Linked DNA regions of Mus musculus: region 2 is linked to region 1. Evidence: chromatin contacts called from public Hi-C data. All regions are on one chromosome and are shown on one strand. The core of a region is the stretch at or near the end of the contact, and the rest is flanking DNA. Distances in the headings are between cores, read along the strand shown.

The links. A called contact is a pair of places that touch in the nucleus more often than the background predicts.
Region 2: a contact with region 1 is called in a Hi-C map of embryonic stem cells, with 2.5 times the contacts expected there. The contact joins the enhancer-like site here to the promoter of Pdzd9 in region 1. A contact is called at or near these places in 4 of 39 promoter capture datasets (the HPC-7 cell line, embryonic stem cells, hippocampal neurons and 1 more), 22 of 484 Hi-C or Micro-C datasets (the AML12 cell line, B cells, CD4 T cells and 12 more), 8 of 115 datasets of contacts at active chromatin or transcription factors (embryonic hindbrain, embryonic stem cells, extraembryonic endoderm stem cells and 4 more) and 3 of 9 other capture datasets (adipose tissue, embryonic stem cells and liver).

What each region holds. Positions count from the first base shown.
Region 1 is chr7:120,668,902-120,671,639 of GRCm38.p6, reverse strand. Pdzd9 (PDZ domain containing 9) reads left to right here and starts at 1,297. Exons shown (of 4, transcript NM_001040136.2): 1 at 1,297-1,474. The coding sequence starts at 1,444.
Region 2 is chr7:120,929,725-120,932,424 of GRCm38.p6, reverse strand. Polr3e (polymerase (RNA) III (DNA directed) polypeptide E) reads right to left here. Exons shown (of 21, transcript NM_025298.4): 7 at 1,439-1,546; 8 at 1,115-1,164; 9 at 172-291. Among named protein-coding and RNA genes, the nearest start is that of Polr3e, 13 kb to the right of the region's middle. Within about 2 kb of position 1,329, at least 5 of the 459 cell types and tissues checked have an H3K27ac peak or open chromatin away from gene starts, as enhancers often do. A contact at or near this core is called in embryonic stem cells, where this site is marked.

The DNA.
Region 1 (2,738 bases), core at 48-2,547:
CAGCAGGAGGTTCCCTTTGCACAAAACCCTGCAGGAAGGGGTATAGCCAATGAAAATCCGTCCTGGTTTATTGTTTGGGCAGAGCTAGAGAAACAGAAGACTAAGCTGAGACCTACCCAGGCTCACCCTAAAAGTCTTGGCACAGCACCAGACTTTCAATAGGTGTTTGGTAACCATTTGTTACAGGACAGAGTGCCCCAGGGCAAGGTGGTTAATTTTTTCCTCCATCAGAGTGGTGATCCGCTTCATTATACTATTTTATCTTCTAAAATTTGTCTTCCATAATCTGTACTTTCCTAAAATTCTCTCCTTCATCTATGTTAAAAATACAATTTCCAAGCTGGTCAATGCTGGCACAAGCCTTTAATCCAGCACTTTAGAGACAGAGGCAGGTGGATCTCTATGAGTTTGAGTTTCAGGACAGCCAATGATACATTAAAACAAAACAAAACAAAACAAAACAAAACACAAAACCATGTCTCAAAGAAGAAGAGGGGGAGGAAGAGGAGAGGAAGGAGGAAGAGAGGAAGAAGAGGAGGGCAGAAGGAGAGAAAGAAAAGTTCTAGCCAGGCAGTGGTGTCTTGTGCCTTTAACCCCAGCACTTGGCAGGCAGAGGCAGTAGAGGCCTGGTCTACAGAGTGAGTTCCAGGACAGCCAGGGCTACACAGATTACACACAGTCTTGTGGGGAGTGGGGGATTAAAAAAAAAAAAAAAAAAAAAGGAAATTCAGTTTCCAGGAGGGTAAAGTTTCTGTCCATCTCGTCTACTTTCCTGTCCTCAGCATCCCCGCAAGCCACACCGTGGCTTCCAGTGGATTTTTGTTGTATGAGTGAATTGTGGGGGAGGAGGAATTATTTTTAGGAAATGAAAGGAAGCAATAATCTGTCTCTAATAGTGACTCACTGTTTTCAGGCCATTCTTGGCCCTTTCTCATGTAGAACACACATGAGTAAAGTACACTGGCACGGCAGTTAGAGCTGTTGATGTAACAACGTTTGAATACCACCATTCAGGGGATTCCGGGATCTTCTATAGTCTCCCAGCCTTGTTGCTCACATATGGAGGCCCTCTCCCCTCTATACTCTCACTCTGTCTCCAGTGTTTTCCCACAATGAATGAAGAGGCTTGTGTGAAGCTGGCACTCTGCTCATTCCTGCAGAAAAAAAGTTTTCCATATAATTTTCATACTCTACATTGGAGTAGTTTTCACTCTTGCCACATTTTCCAGGGTCTACTGAAGCCGTGTGGCAACTACGGGGCTGCCCAAAATCTGGGAAGCAGCCTTGCAGCGCCCCCTGGTGGCCATTCGAAGAGATGGACGGATCGAGGATTCCCCGTGGCCTGAGGTCCTCATCTGGGGTCTCGAGGATTCCAAACTGTTGGAAGTTGGGACAGATTCCAGCCTAGGCTTTGGGAGGATCAAGAGAGCCCTGCTCTGAGCAATGGAAAAGGGCTCTCTCAAAAGCAAAAATGGTAAACGGGGAAACAGGACGAGGGTGATGCCTTGGGTTCCAAGCCTTCCTAGATTTGCCTTTCCTGTAAAATGGGCAGTCAGCCACACGTCGGAGTCTCTCACCATTGTTTGTTGGAGATATAACTTTGCATGCAGTGCGATGTTCTTTTTTAGTGGACAGCTCTATGAGTTTCCACAAGTATGTAATACTCTTGACCACTACCACACTCAAACAAGAGAACATGTTCACTCCCCTTAATCGCCCTTTATTCACCCCCATTTCTTGTAGCTTTGTTGTTTTCTAGAAGTTTTTCCATGGACAGTGACTAAACATGGAACCATGTGTAAAGATATTTTTGAGTTAGTTCTTTCACTCTTCTCTCTTTAAACTTTTAAAATGATATTTTGTTGGGTGTATGGGGTTTCGGGGAGACCTTGTGTGAGTCCTCTCTTCCTACCGTGTGAGCCCCGGGGACTGAAGTCAGTTTGTCCAGCTTGACTGCCTTAACCAGATGAGCCGTCTCATCCATCCCACTGCTATTTTGTTTGTTTGTTTGTTTGAAATAAGATTACTTAATAAGTACATTTAACTTGTAAGCTTCAGTTCTCCAACTGAGGTTGTTGGAGTTATCCAACAAAGGTATCTGCTTTGAGAACTGCCGTGAGCCTCTTGAGTCCCTACCACTGGACACGGGAAGCTGAGAAGCCCATCTTAACAGTGATCCTGGAAATGCCCCAGACACACAGACTCGGCCGAGGCCTGGCGAATCTCAGAGCATCACTAGCCCTTGCAGAAGGAGCTGCGTGTGGTACAGAATGCTGTCTTTCCTCCCAGATGCTGTGTGGTTCCACCACTGCCCATTTCTACTGCCAGGCTGTGAGATGCTTGAGGGACTGCAGTCTGCTTTTACTTCTTCTCTCCATTCTGGGCTCCACACAGCAGCCAGGATGGTGATTTTATTCAAAACCATGACAACCTGAGATCATGTCCAGCTTAAATTGCTTCCAAGATTTCCTTAAGGTAGACCTGGATAGCAGCCCATCGCCGGGCCGTGGGCCTCCCCCACCTGCCAATGCTGCTCCAGGCAGCCCCACGAAGGCTGGTTTCCTCTTGCCTTAGACCCTTCTACCCCGCTGGTTGGTACTTTGACTCTGATTCATATTTACTCCTTCAGGGAAAGCTGGTCCCTGTCCCTATGTGAAATTTAGGTCCCTGTTGTGTTCAGAGCTCTCTGGACCTTTCTATTTAGCATCCAATTTGTGTTTACCTGGCTGACTGACAGC
Region 2 (2,700 bases), core at 80-2,579, 260 kb before region 1:
GCTTCCCACTCTTTATGACACCTGCTAAGTGAGATATGGCAAGATGCAAACTGCTCACACACGTGATGCTCTCTAGGGTATAGCAAAGTGGCCATAGACAGGGTGAGCTAGAAGTGAGATAAGCGGCTCTTGGGCATCAGGGCTCTTCCCCCAGATCCTGCGCTGTCTCACCCTCATGCCATAGTAGTGCAGGTGGACCCAGGGTTCTTCTGCATGCTTCTTCTGCAAGAACTCATAGGACTGCACGCGGCGCTGGCGAGCCTGCTCGGACTCTGGCCTGGAGAACCGTACCTGTGAAGAAGGGAGAGGTCACACCCCCACATCTGTGGCCCCCAAAGATCTTACCAAACCATTGAACCCCCTCCCACTTTGCTTTTGGAATTCAGCCTCTGGGATACTAATGCAAACTGGTATTTTCTTGCTTCTGTCTGCCCTGGCCAAGGCTTTCCAGCTGGGCCACATGGGTGCCAACACATATCTTTTCAGATGAAGGCATTTACCCACGAAGGTACAGGAGGTTTTAACGGCTAGCCAACCCACTGCTGAGAACAGGACAACCTCTGAAGCCTGAGCTCTGTTACATCACTTCAGGAGAGGACGGTCTACCAGGGTGTGCAAACTCTATAGGCATTTCTGTGCCAGCTGTGACATTACTGCGCAGCATTTTCTTTCAATGGTTATTGCAAACTACATATACATAAATAGGAGGGACTTCATGCATCCTGAGTGGAAGACTAATATTCTATCTAAATCTTCCAAAGTCAAACTTGTTGGTAAGGTAACCACTATTTAAATATGCAGAATCACAAAGGTAATTAACATGAGATTTTTTTGAGCCTCTGTGACTTCACTGGGGATCCTGGGCTGTACCTTCCTGTTTCCAGGCAATTCTGGCCACACCCCAGGATCCCAGCAACTATACAGAACCAGGCTATCCCAGTTTCAACAGATGGGCGGGGGTAGTTATTTCCTCCAGGCAGCAGACTGGGGAGCAGGGAGGGGGTCAACAATACTGTGCATCTGTTACTCCCACAGATGGGGAAGTCCTTTCTGCTAGCTCGGACCCTGCTTTTTCCATACATGCTGCTCCCTCCTGCCCAGGGCCAGAGCTCACCGTGATCTGCTTAACGTCTTCTTCTGCCTCGTCCTGAGAAGAATCCCCTGCTGCAAAGCAAGCTGTCAGTACAGTCTCTACTGGGACTGCTCATTCTGCCCCAACATAACCCTCCCTCAAGAGCGCCAAGCAAGGGGCCCTGCTCTCAACTGGAGCAGTTTAATCCTCAGGTGATGTCTGGCCATCTGTGGGGACATTTTTTGGTTGTCCCAGATGTGGTATTTAGTAGGCAAGGGCCTGGCATGTCAGTAAGAATCCCACCACCTGATCTCTGTCAAGTGCTCACGTGAGCTCATTCAGACCACAGGCTGTCAGCAGGCTCACCCTCATTGGCTGCCTCCCTCTCTCGGTGCTTGGCATCTGCCTTATCAAGGTAGGAGAAGCTGGGCCGAAGCTGTAGGATGCCATGTAAAGGTGTCAGGTGGAGCTCACCTGGCAAAAGAAGAAGGGTTTGAACATGCCGCTACAACCCAAAGCCGACATACCCAACTTGCTCAAAGGAAACACCAAGTCCCCCAGAAGGCCTACACTCACTGTTACAACACCAAGCCAACTCCAATTCCAATTTAGCCTCTTCAGGAGACCAGGTCAGGAGCTGTTTCCAACTAGACACACTAAGCACGCCCAGAGCAGGAGCCTGATTCTGCTCAAGGCTACTTCCTGAGATTTGCCTCTCTACACTCTCTGCCATGTCATGTCTCCAACCTCATGCCTACTGCTCCCTCTATCCACAATGCACAACTCACCCACTCTTCCCTCTGGGCTCTGCTATAGTGCTGTTGCCAGACCCTACCAGAGTCCATTAGAGGACAGCATAGCCTTTAACTAATATGTCTCTGGCTGCAAGGATTATAGCTTCCTGGGCTGGAGAGATGGATCAGCAGTTAAGAGCACTTACTGCTCTTCAAGAGGACCCACATCTGATTCCTAGCACAAATACGGCCCCTCACAAGCACTCCTAACTCCAATTCTGGACTCTGCAGGCACCAGGCACGCAAGCAATGTACATACACACGTGCAGACAAAGCAGTCAGACATAATAAATCTAACAACAGATGAGCAGGCAGTGGTGGCACACACTTTTAGTCCCAGTACTTGGGAGGCAGAGGCAGGTGGATCTCTGAGTTTGAGGCCACTCTAGTCTACAGAGTGAATTCCAAGACAGCCAGGACTACAGAGAAACCCCTATCTCAAAAAAAAAAAGAAAAAGAAAAAAAAGGGGGCGGGGGGCAGGAGGGTGGGTAGTGTTGCAGCATTGAGCTGTAGTTCAGAACAAGACAGTAGCTATGGACGACAACAGGATTCTTGAGACAGGATCTCCCTACATGGCCTTAGAAGTCCTGGACGTACCGTGTAATATACCAGACGCCCTGCCTCTGCCCCCGAGTGCTGGGGTTAAAGGTGAGCACTAGTGATACACTTCGGAATGTCTCCTCTCTTCTCAGAGCCTGTCATTCGTTGCTTTGCAAAGCCCAAGTGCTGAATGTAGTACCTTGAGCAGCCAACAGATGTGCGGAGTGTGCTCTGACACACTAGACACCCCCAGCTGAAGCACACAGCTTGATATACACTAATATAGTCTCAAA